Linked DNA regions of Bombyx mori: region 1 is linked to region 2. A link is a contact called in public Hi-C data. All regions are on one chromosome and are shown on one strand. The core of a region is the stretch at or near the end of the contact, and the rest is flanking DNA. Distances in the headings are between cores, read along the strand shown. Region 1 holds the start of LOC101745384 (97 kDa heat shock protein). Region 2 holds the start of RpS10 (ribosomal protein S10).

Region 1 (5,124 bases), core at 909-3,408, 860 kb before region 2:
CAGATGTTTAATTTGTTGTTAAATTAATTGACACACCCAGAAAAATGTATATAATTACATTATCACTTTATCAACCACAAACTCGATAGATGATGATCTTAGGTTGGTCTGTCTGTATAAAAACGGTACGCAACCGAGCCACGTTCATACTAGAACGCTCCGTTCGATGATTTGTAAGCGAAGTAAATTGTCCCTTCGCAATAAGGTGACACTCAACAAAACTTGCATACGCCTGGTTATGAACTATGCAAGTCTAGTGCTCGCACACGCAGCCCGCACTAATTTAAAACCCCTTCAAATCATTCAATCCTGTTTTCACAAGATAGCCGTCGAAGGACCGTGGTTCATGAAGAACGTGGGTCTCCACGACGATCTGGAGCTTGACTCCATCAGTAAGTTTCAGTCGGCATCAGTGCGTCACTTTGAGATGGTGGCACGACACGAAAACTCTCTTGTTTTGGCCACCGGTAACCGGTGATCAAATGGTAAACAGTCGACGTGGCCTTAAACACGTCATTTCGGATCCTCCCGAGCCACTAACGGTGCTTTTAGGTATCTCAAGCACCAGCCACCGTTCTCGTTGAACCCGTCGCTTGTAGGGTTCGGCGAGTAAATTAGCAGACACAGCGCACTGAGTTTCTCGCCGGATCTCCTCAGTGGGTCGCGTTTCCGATCTGGTGGTAGATTCTGCGAAGCACTGCTCTTGCTAGGGCTATTGTTAGCAATGTGCACAGGTTAGAGCCCCTTAAGCTCACCTACTCGTTGGGTTACGTTGGCATAGCCTCTAAAAGCTACCAGCTTGTAAGAAAAAAGTACAAGCTAACTGATTACTCTTTGATATTACATATTATCTCGTATGTATTGCTTTCACATCAATAAAAGCCCAAACCACCGATATCAATTTGTAAAGCGATATTATTGACCTCGATTTTTTCGATTCCTGAAACTTTGAAATGTATAAATTTAATATAGTTTTTGGGGAAAAAAGCCATGAGACTTGGTACCATTCTGTTTTGGGGGCGTCAAATCATTAGAGGGCCCTCATCTCTGTTGATTAATCTGGTTGCGGCCTATGTATTAGACACTATAGTCTAACACAACATTTCTCATACGCAGTGCGCAACAGAGCTCGGTACTGGCAAACTTTACTCCAGGCTTTAGCGTAATTTATTAAATGAAACACGTTGTTTGTGATCTAAGGTGATACTCATAATTATTACAATCCTATCATAGACAGGTTTCATACTTCAGTGAAGCCTATCCATCTTGCCAGACAAAATTGGAACTAGCTGTCATAGGAGCAGGAAGTTTGTCTTTGAGGTGAAGTTCGATAAGTTCAAAATCTTATTTTCCCATTGATCTTAGCAAATATCGATGGTCATCGTAGTGGTGTGGCTGTCGGCACTTTACAAAGTACTGGGCCATAATTACTAATTGATAGACTTTTGAGTTTGCACAGCTATAGAATATATACAACAATATAAATAAATACTAAAGTTTAGTGCGGTAGGGTCCTAAACCGTCCTTGGGCCCGCGGTCTGCTCCTGTGGGATGTGATCCTGTATGTGGGACTTGACCAAATGGCAAATGGTCAAATCCCACATACCACACGCACCTTCTTAGGCGCAGAGACCTCGTAGGAGGCTCGGTCAGCGGCCCGGGAAAAAACCCAGCTGGGCTAGGGACCTGATACAGAAGTCAATTACCCTCGATACTGCGCGTATTGTGAGGAGGTTTTAATTCTAGAATCCTAACCACTGGTGGCTTGTGTCGTAGACACCGCCTTCAGCGGCAATCTATTTTTATATAGTGTTTTTTATAAATTGTACCTTTAACTTCTTTTTTTTAAATAATGTATAATAAATAAGGAAGTACGGAAGAGGCGTCAGAAACCTTGGGGATCAAATACCCCCTAAAATGCTAGTGCAGAAGGCAACGGGAAACCACTGCACTAATTTCCCACGAGAGTCATGAGCAGGTCGTATCCAACTGATGCATGACCACGACCACTCTGTCAAGAGTGTACAAATAGGAAGAAAGAAGAAGAAGATAATAAATAAGATTTTGAATAAATATAGATTATAATAATAAATAATAATTAAGTAATTTAAGAATCATAATTATTGACAATCGACATATTTTTTAAATCGATTTCGTAAAATAATATCGATTTCCATTTCAACTTCTAGAAAATTCGTGTAAGATCGACGAAGTGCAATGCGGTGACAAACCGGCGTTCGACGTTTTTGTGAACAATTTAACGATAGGTAGTTATATCAAGCAATTGTCAACCTCAGCAACTTGTTTTTGAAATAACTCAATTTATGAGCAAATACTTGTAATTGAGTATTTTTTCAGTGAAATAAGAAAATTTGTCTATCACAATGGCTGCTATGTCCGTCATTGGAATTGATTTTGGTAATGAATCCTGCTATATTGCTGTGGCTAAAGCAGGTGGGATAGAGACAATAGCCAATGATTACAGTCTTCGAGGGACACCGTATGTATTATATTCATTAAATATATTAAACATGCTCTAACCAAATCATAAAAATGTATTTTTGAAGGGTTTTTCGGAAAGTTGATTTATTGCATGTCATACAATAGACCCTATTTCGACATTTCATTACGTGCTTTTTTTTTTCATAATACCTTTTTTAAATACTGCTCTCTTCATCATTTTTAAGTAATGAAAAATGATTATTTATCACATATCATTAGTGCAAATCCAAAGAAACATAGATTTTAAAATTTCAGGCCCCAGGTCTGATCTATTCAGGAATAAAGTTTATGAAATAAAGGATGCTTCCATTTTCACCAATGTGAACCATATACCACTTAAACACTAATATAAATTATATATCTATCATTATAACACATATAAAATATAGAATCTAATACAGGTCAGGGTCAAACACCGCACTAGTAATTTGAGTAATCAATCAATATTTCAGTAACACTGTAGTGTCCACAAGTGCTTACTGTTGACATGCACAGTAGTGGTGGTGTCCTCATTTTATTTTGTTTCCTTAATTGTCTTTAATTTCTATATTTAGTTTCTTTCTGATTTCTCTATTTTGTCATTTATTAAATGAGCTTTGAAAAGAACCCTGCCTGGCCGTTGGTTGGCTGAACCTGTACTAGTATTATTGCTGATGTCTATGAAAAAAGTAGCCGTAAAACATTGTAACTAAAATATTTGACCTAAATTGAAAAAAAAGAAATTGGTTAAGCTTCATTTATTTAAAAAAAAGTTCACATTAATTGATTCTTGTCTGTGATAATAAATATTTTTTAGAGCTTTAATTAATTTAGATTTTATTCTCTTCTTGTTATTTCCCAGAAACAACTAGGAAGTTAATCTTGAAAAAAATTTTATTGTGTATGTAATGTAAAAGTTAATTTATTTTTAGATCATGTGTTGCTTTTTCACAAAAGAATCGAATATTGGGTGTGGCAGCCAAGAACCAAATGGTGACCAATATGAAGAATACTGTATTTGGTTTCAAACGACTTCTGGGAAGAAAATTTTCAGACCCTCTTGTTCAAAAAGAATTAAAACATTTCCCTTTCAAGGTTGAACAGAGGTCTGATGGCGGTATTGGAATAAGAGTCAACTACCTCAATGAAGACAATGTCTTTACCCCTGAGCAGGTATGTATATTCTATGGAGTTTGATAATCTGTTTTGAGCTGTCACTTGTATTTATTACCCAAAATGACAAAAGTACTAAATTATTATGAGATATACAAAACATACCATAAAACAATACAACAATTGATAGATTTATGAATTAAAGACTCTTCTGGAAAAGGCTGGTGGAACACTTTGTAGTTTCTGGAAATGAAGAAATAATTGAAACGAGAGAGCTTGAGATCAGACCCGTACACGTCCATATGGACACTGATAATGTTTTTCTCTCTTAATTCACCATTATTTAAGTGTTACTAATATTAGTTTTCTTTACAGATAACAGCCATGTTGTTGACAAAACTAAAAGATGTTGCAGCAACAGCTTTACAGACTCAAATCAACGACTGTGTGATATCTGTTCCCAGCTATTTCACGAATGCTGAAAGAAATGCTCTTTTGAATGCCGCTGGTATTGCTGGTTAGTACTTTTTTATGAAGAAGTATTCAAAATGGACTTTATATTTATTTATTTATATACTTATGACCTGCATGTTTTTTTTGTCATATCAGGTCTTAATGTATTGCGCCTCATGAACGAGACAACTGCGACAGCTTTAACTTATGGAATTTATAAACAAGATCTTCCTGGTGCTGAAGAGAAACCACGAAATGTTGTCTTTGTCGACTTTGGTCACAGTTCTTTACAGGTAAATATTTGATATACATAATACAATTAGCACAAAAAAAAAACAATAACATAAATGTGTAAATATACACATAGTCAAACTTCAAATTGAAATCTATTCAGCCTCCTTGTTGGGAATAATTTTATTATTATTCTTATGAGCAATGATGACTGGTGATTTTGGTTTTTGGAGCAACCAACACTTTTAGATTATATTTTATATAAATTTTAAACCTTAAAGCAAATTTTAATAATTTCCCAGGTTTCAGCTTGTGCTTTCAATAAGGGTAAGCTGCGTATTCTCGCTACTGCAACCGATGCTCAGTGCGGTGGACGAGACATTGACATGGCTTTAGCTGATTACTTCACTCAAGATTTTGTGACAAGATATAAATTAGACGCCAGAAAAAATCAAAGGTAAATTGATAATCTTACTAACATGCTTTTTATTACTGTGTGTGACCTGTAACTATCTGTCTAGAATGAATACTTGAATGAATCTGTCTAGAATATAATGTTTGAATTCTCAAATTTCAAGATCTCCAGTTTTTTTTTAATTTGCACTTGTATCCATGGTCCGATGGCAGTACGAGAATATAACTAGTCTAATATTCAGACCCATTTGCACACAAAAAAAAAATCGTCAGACTTACTTTGCATGCATTGCTTACTTTTAATTTTTTGTTAATGTGTATTAATATAGAGCTCACAGCTCTCTTGGTCATAAAGAGTTTAGTTTAAAATAATAATAATATAAATATTTTTTATCTAAATCTGTCCAGGGCTTATCTTCGTCTTCTGCAAGA
Region 2 (5,086 bases), core at 578-3,077:
GCTTTGTGTCCTTGTTCCAATGAGTCCAGAATTTTGAATCATGCTTTTCAACTTCTCTGCTAGGGACTTTAAATGCAATAGTTTCATAAGGCTCTGCTGCAAATAACAAATACTGCCATCTGCGGTCTGGAGGCTCAATCTTCTGTTCATAAGCAGACATAAATCTATGTCTAGGTATAACACCCTCTGCAATCTCTAAAAAAAATATTACACAGCATTTGAATATCTGTTCCTCTTTTTAGTATGGTTAATAAGAATTATTTCATCTAAATGACTTAAAATAAATTTTAAAGAGTAAAAGATTAGAAATATAATAATTGTAAAAGAAAACCTATTTAAACTACTTTTATTTCAATTTCACTTTTCATAATCATTGAAATGACTGTACCTGGATAATCTACTTGGAAGAGCAAGCTCTGCTGTCCAGTTTCAGGATCTTTCTGTTTTGTTACTCTGTAACCAGGTCTACCAATCTTCACAAATTTCTTAGGTTCAATTCTAGGTTTTTCCGGGGCAAGCTGTTGAGGCGCTTCTTTGGCTTCCTTTGCAGCTCTACGTGCCAAATTGGCTTGATGCTTCTTCCCTTGCGTGTGAGCCAAATAACTTCCCTCATTGTTATGCAGGGTTAAACAAAGTTTACATTCATAGGACCCTAAAAATGAAGTTTACGTTTGTGAAGTGAACGAGGTTAACATGTTGAAGTTATAACTAACGTTTATTACTCACCTAAATGATTTTTCATAAAATATGGATCTTTGTTTAAATCTATTGTTTCTAGTGCAAGCTGTCGTAATCTCTCCCGCCGGTCTCTGTTACTTTCCGACCATGACGCTACACCTCCTCCACCAGTTTTACCGCCAGGGCGATTTTGAAAATCCATTTTAATTAAAAGTAACACTTATTTTAAGCTTAGAATATTAATTGTCCAGTTGACAAAGTAGTTAAACTTTGACATTAAATTAAATTGAAATTCGTAGTCTGCTCTGTAATTAATATAACCTAACATGACATTTGATGACATGAATTGATTTTTTTTAAGGGATTTTATGACCTGGTTACTAAGACCTTTAGGTCAAGTCTTATTTTAATTTTAATGAAAACTTTTCTCTATATGGGCCGTTTTCCAATTACAGCACAAGAGCGCATTATACGGCATAATGCTCAACTAAGCTTCCGCATAATTCGGCATTGTGCGTCACTGAGTCGGATTATTCTGTGTAATTAGAAAACTACCATTAAATAATGGTAAATGGAAAACGGCCATGAAAAATGATATTATGAAATGAAATGAAGTTGATTATTAAGAAGCATGACATGAATCGAAACGAAACGAAATCTGTAATCTGAGACTTTAATCAATTGGGATGAAAGTAAATGAAGTAACTGATAAATTTTCTTCATTTTTTATGCTACTACAAACGATATGTTGACTACAAGCAAAATCTGCTGTAGTAAGCGCTTAAAGTATGTCTCTTGTACGAGTATGAAAAGTTAGTCGGACACTATTTAATGGAAATAAAACAACATGGATGTAAAACATTTGTAGGTGTTCAATGAAATTAAATGAAATAACCTCATTTCGACGAAACTCACTTTAACACATGCATGCACGCGCGCGCTCATATAAACACACACACAACATCTCATTGAATTTCGTTTCCTTTAGTCATTTCATTCCATTCATTCCAATTTTACATTTCAGTTAATATTCATATTATGTCTTCCCTACAAAAGATTTGGCTGTATGAATTCAAAGTTGATGATTGTCGATTGATTGCTATTTGACAGTTGACAGCTTTCAACAAACTTCCCTTCAATCCCCTTGCTCTTTTCTGTGTTAAGTTAGCCTACAGGTAGTACAGTTTTTCTTATAAAATCGATCTTAAATACATTAATCAGTGCATATTACTTATTATAAGTGTTATAAGTGAAGAAAAAAGTTATTGCGTAATCTTGTGATGAATATATTTCAAGAAGTGCTACGTTTTTTTCACTTGTATGTCTTAACCCAATAATTTGTTGTTTTAGGCGGCTTTCAAGATGTTGATGCCCAAACAAAACCGTGTTGCTATTTATGAGTACCTCTTTAAAGAGGGAGTCATGGTGGCCAAAAAAGACTATCATGCACCGAAGCATACTGAACTAGAGAAGATTCCTAACCTCCAAGTTATCAAAGCTATGCAATCACTCAAGTCCAGAGGTTATGTCAAAGAACAGTTTGCCTGGAGGCACTTTTACTGGTAGATATTTATTATGTTTCATGTGTTGTCTATTATTTGTCGTAATTTTCATAGATTTAATGTAATGATACGATTCTCATAGAATTCTGTATCAACTACACTAATTTAATATAAACACTAATATTTTATACCTTTTAACAATTTGTTGAGAATGTTAAATATTGAGATTAACTTATATCTGTCAATCAATGTCTGTTGTTTAGGTGTGCAATAGAGTACACATTAATAATAATATGAATTGTTTGGCGCATTAAATTAATTTCACTAATAACTTTTTTTTGTCAACCAAAATGACGAATCTGAAAAAAAAGCTGCTTACCTTCAGAGAAATACCAACCTTTAAACATCTGATGTTGTTGATTTTAGACATTTTTGTTTAGATCACTTACCTTTTCAATGGATTATTTAATTCTCATATCGTGTCTTGTGTGGTGTCAACCCGTAATATCAACACTGCATCTCTTCTGGATTTCATAAATTGCAACTTAAGGTTTTAGTGAAAAATGGATATTGGTGTTCTCTAAGTGTTCAATCTGAACTCTACTGGTATTGGGGTATTTTGTAAACCGCCTTTGTATTCCGGCTTCATCTGGGTTCCAGTTTGAGGGGAGGGGGACACCTGTTGCACTATAAAGTTGAGACTGAGCTCATGTCTTAAGGCAAATGGCATTCTTGTTTATATTTATGGGATCTAGTGACCCCTAAACACATCTGGGCACTAAATAAAATCTACTATTTCTTTGTCTAACCTTAATTTTTATAAATATTTTTTCTAAAATTTTCTTCAGGTACCTAACCAATGAGGGTATTGAATACTTGAGAATATTCTTGCACCTTCCTCCTGAAATTGTGCCTGCAACACTTAAGCGCTCAGTACGTACAGAGACAGTACGCCGTGGCCCTGTTGGTCGTCCTGATGCCCCAGCCCGCTCTGCTGAGGACAGATCTGCATACAGACGTACTCCTGCTGCCCCTGGTGTTGCACCTCATGATAAAAAGGCTGATGTTGGTCCAGGCTCAGCTGATCTTGAATTTGTAAGTCCTATATTGTTGTGCCGTATAATTGTAGACTGGATTGAAAAGTTACAAGCACCTGAAACATACAGTAGACTTCAGTAAAATCTACTCCTGTTATCCGACATGCTTATAATATGAAAATACAAATTTATTTTTGTAATTCTTCATTAATGTGTTTGAACTAGTTGTATTGTATGTATATTAACTAAATATGTTGGATTACCTGGTACTCTTTTCGAAAAAGTTTTAGACTTTTTAAGAGGGTCTGTGACAATATTTTATGATCTGAAACAATCCTGAAATATGTTTATCACATAACTACAGGTCCCATCGGGTTAAACCAACAAAATTTGCTTGTTTTGTTGAGAAGAAAGCATGTCTGAAACCAGTTTTGTTGCTTTGTGTTTTATTATATTTAAATATTAATTGCCTAAATTATTCAAAGAAAATATTTCTATTTGCAGAAGGGAGGCTATGGACGTGGCAGGCCTGCTTCATAATTTAAGCAATAAAAAAACTTAAAATAAGTCAATGGTGTTTTTTTGGATGGAACTAAGTTTTGTATTTAAAAATATATATATTTCATAATATCTGATTGTATCTGAAAGTACTCTGATGGTCTGCTGAGCCCTATCTTACTGAACCATTCGGGCCATGAGGATCACCCATCACTACGTAAACACTTCACACGTAACCTACGTAAACAAGCTACAGATTGCAGCTATAAAACAAATCGCGTACGGAAGTGAGCCGCGCGGCCTTTAACTGAGCCAAATGTCTTTGTTTTCAAATCCAATAGAAAGTTTTAGTTATTTTAAAATGTCTTAAGAACTAGGCGCTAAAAGTTGCTAATTGTTACCTTCCGTGCAAATTATCGAATTGAAGTTGATAAAAATTACTAATTCCCTGATTTTGGCTTGGCCTGAATGGTATAGTACACTAGGCCCATTGGTGGGCCACAGCATTCAGCATGTTAAGAAACTAGTGTGAGTTCCTTCTCAATCCTTGTGAGCAATATAGTAGTACTTAACTGCCTCATTGATTTGATTAGTGATTCTTGCATATACCGTGAGCTTATTCTAGTGGTTGCCCGATCACCGTCCTCGTCGAACCCGTCGCTTGTGACGAAGGGCTCGACGAGCGAATTAACTCCGACACAGCCCACTGAGTTTCTCGCCGAATCTTCTCAGTGGGTCGCGTTTCCGATCCAGTGGTAGATTCTGCGAAGCACGGCTCTTGCTAGGGTTCGTGTTAGCATCGTCGTCAGGTTTGAGCCCCGTGAGCTCACCTACAAACGTTAGGGTTACGCTGGAATAGCCTCTCAAGGCTACCAGGTTAGGTAGGAAAAAAAAAAAAAATTGCTGTTCGTTAGTCTCGCTAAAACTCGAGAACGGCTGAACCGATTTGGCTAATTTTGGTCTTGAATTATTTGTGGAAGTCCAGACAAGGTTTAAAAGGTAGATAAATATGAAAATGCTTGGAATTAAATAAAAATAACAATTTTGTTTTTTTATTTCCCCCCCGTCATACGGATTTCTTTGGTTTGTTTTAAGTTTATTTTATACAAAAGCTTAGGTGTTTTATTTAACAATGGAGGCACTACGAAGTCTGACGTGTCAGCTAGTAATTTATAAAAATGTTGTGCGAATTACCCAAAATGTTAAGTGTCAAATAAAAAGGAAAAAACTGCCATGTGCGATCTATTTTTGAGTGCGTCGTAAAAACCGTTTGAGTTACATATACCATAATATGTAAAATGGAATTTTTTATCATATAACTATCGTTTATTTGTAAGCCATTATCGCCAATATAGTGGACCATTAATTTAA

The links. A called contact is a pair of places that touch in the nucleus more often than the background predicts.
Region 1: a Hi-C map of middle silk gland shows a contact between it and region 2, with 3 times the contacts expected there. The contact joins the promoter of LOC101745384 here to the promoter of RpS10 in region 2. A contact is called at or near these places in 2 of 7 Hi-C or Micro-C datasets (middle silk gland and whole pupa).

What each region holds. Positions count from the first base shown.
Region 1 is chr13:7,585,015-7,590,138 of ASM3026992v2, reverse strand. LOC101745384 (97 kDa heat shock protein) reads left to right here and starts at 2,158. Exons shown (of 16, transcript XM_062671764.1): 1 at 2,158-2,267; 2 at 2,359-2,500; 3 at 3,414-3,654; 4 at 3,970-4,111; 5 at 4,204-4,340; 6 at 4,581-4,735; 7 at 5,101-5,124. The coding sequence starts at 2,385. The region is part of intron 1 of LOC134199970 (a long non-coding RNA gene); the gene reads left to right.
Region 2 is chr13:6,720,236-6,725,321 of ASM3026992v2, reverse strand. It overlaps RpS10 (ribosomal protein S10), which reads left to right and starts at 1,827. Exons shown (of 4, transcript NM_001044059.1): 1 at 1,827-1,853; 2 at 2,029-2,240; 3 at 3,029-3,275; 4 at 3,722-3,784. The coding sequence starts at 2,041. The coding sequence ends at 3,757. LOC101738577 (splicing factor 3A subunit 2) reads right to left here and starts at 1,166. Exons shown (of 3, transcript XM_038014924.2): 1 at 727-1,166; 2 at 389-652; 3 at 1-195. The coding sequence starts at 880.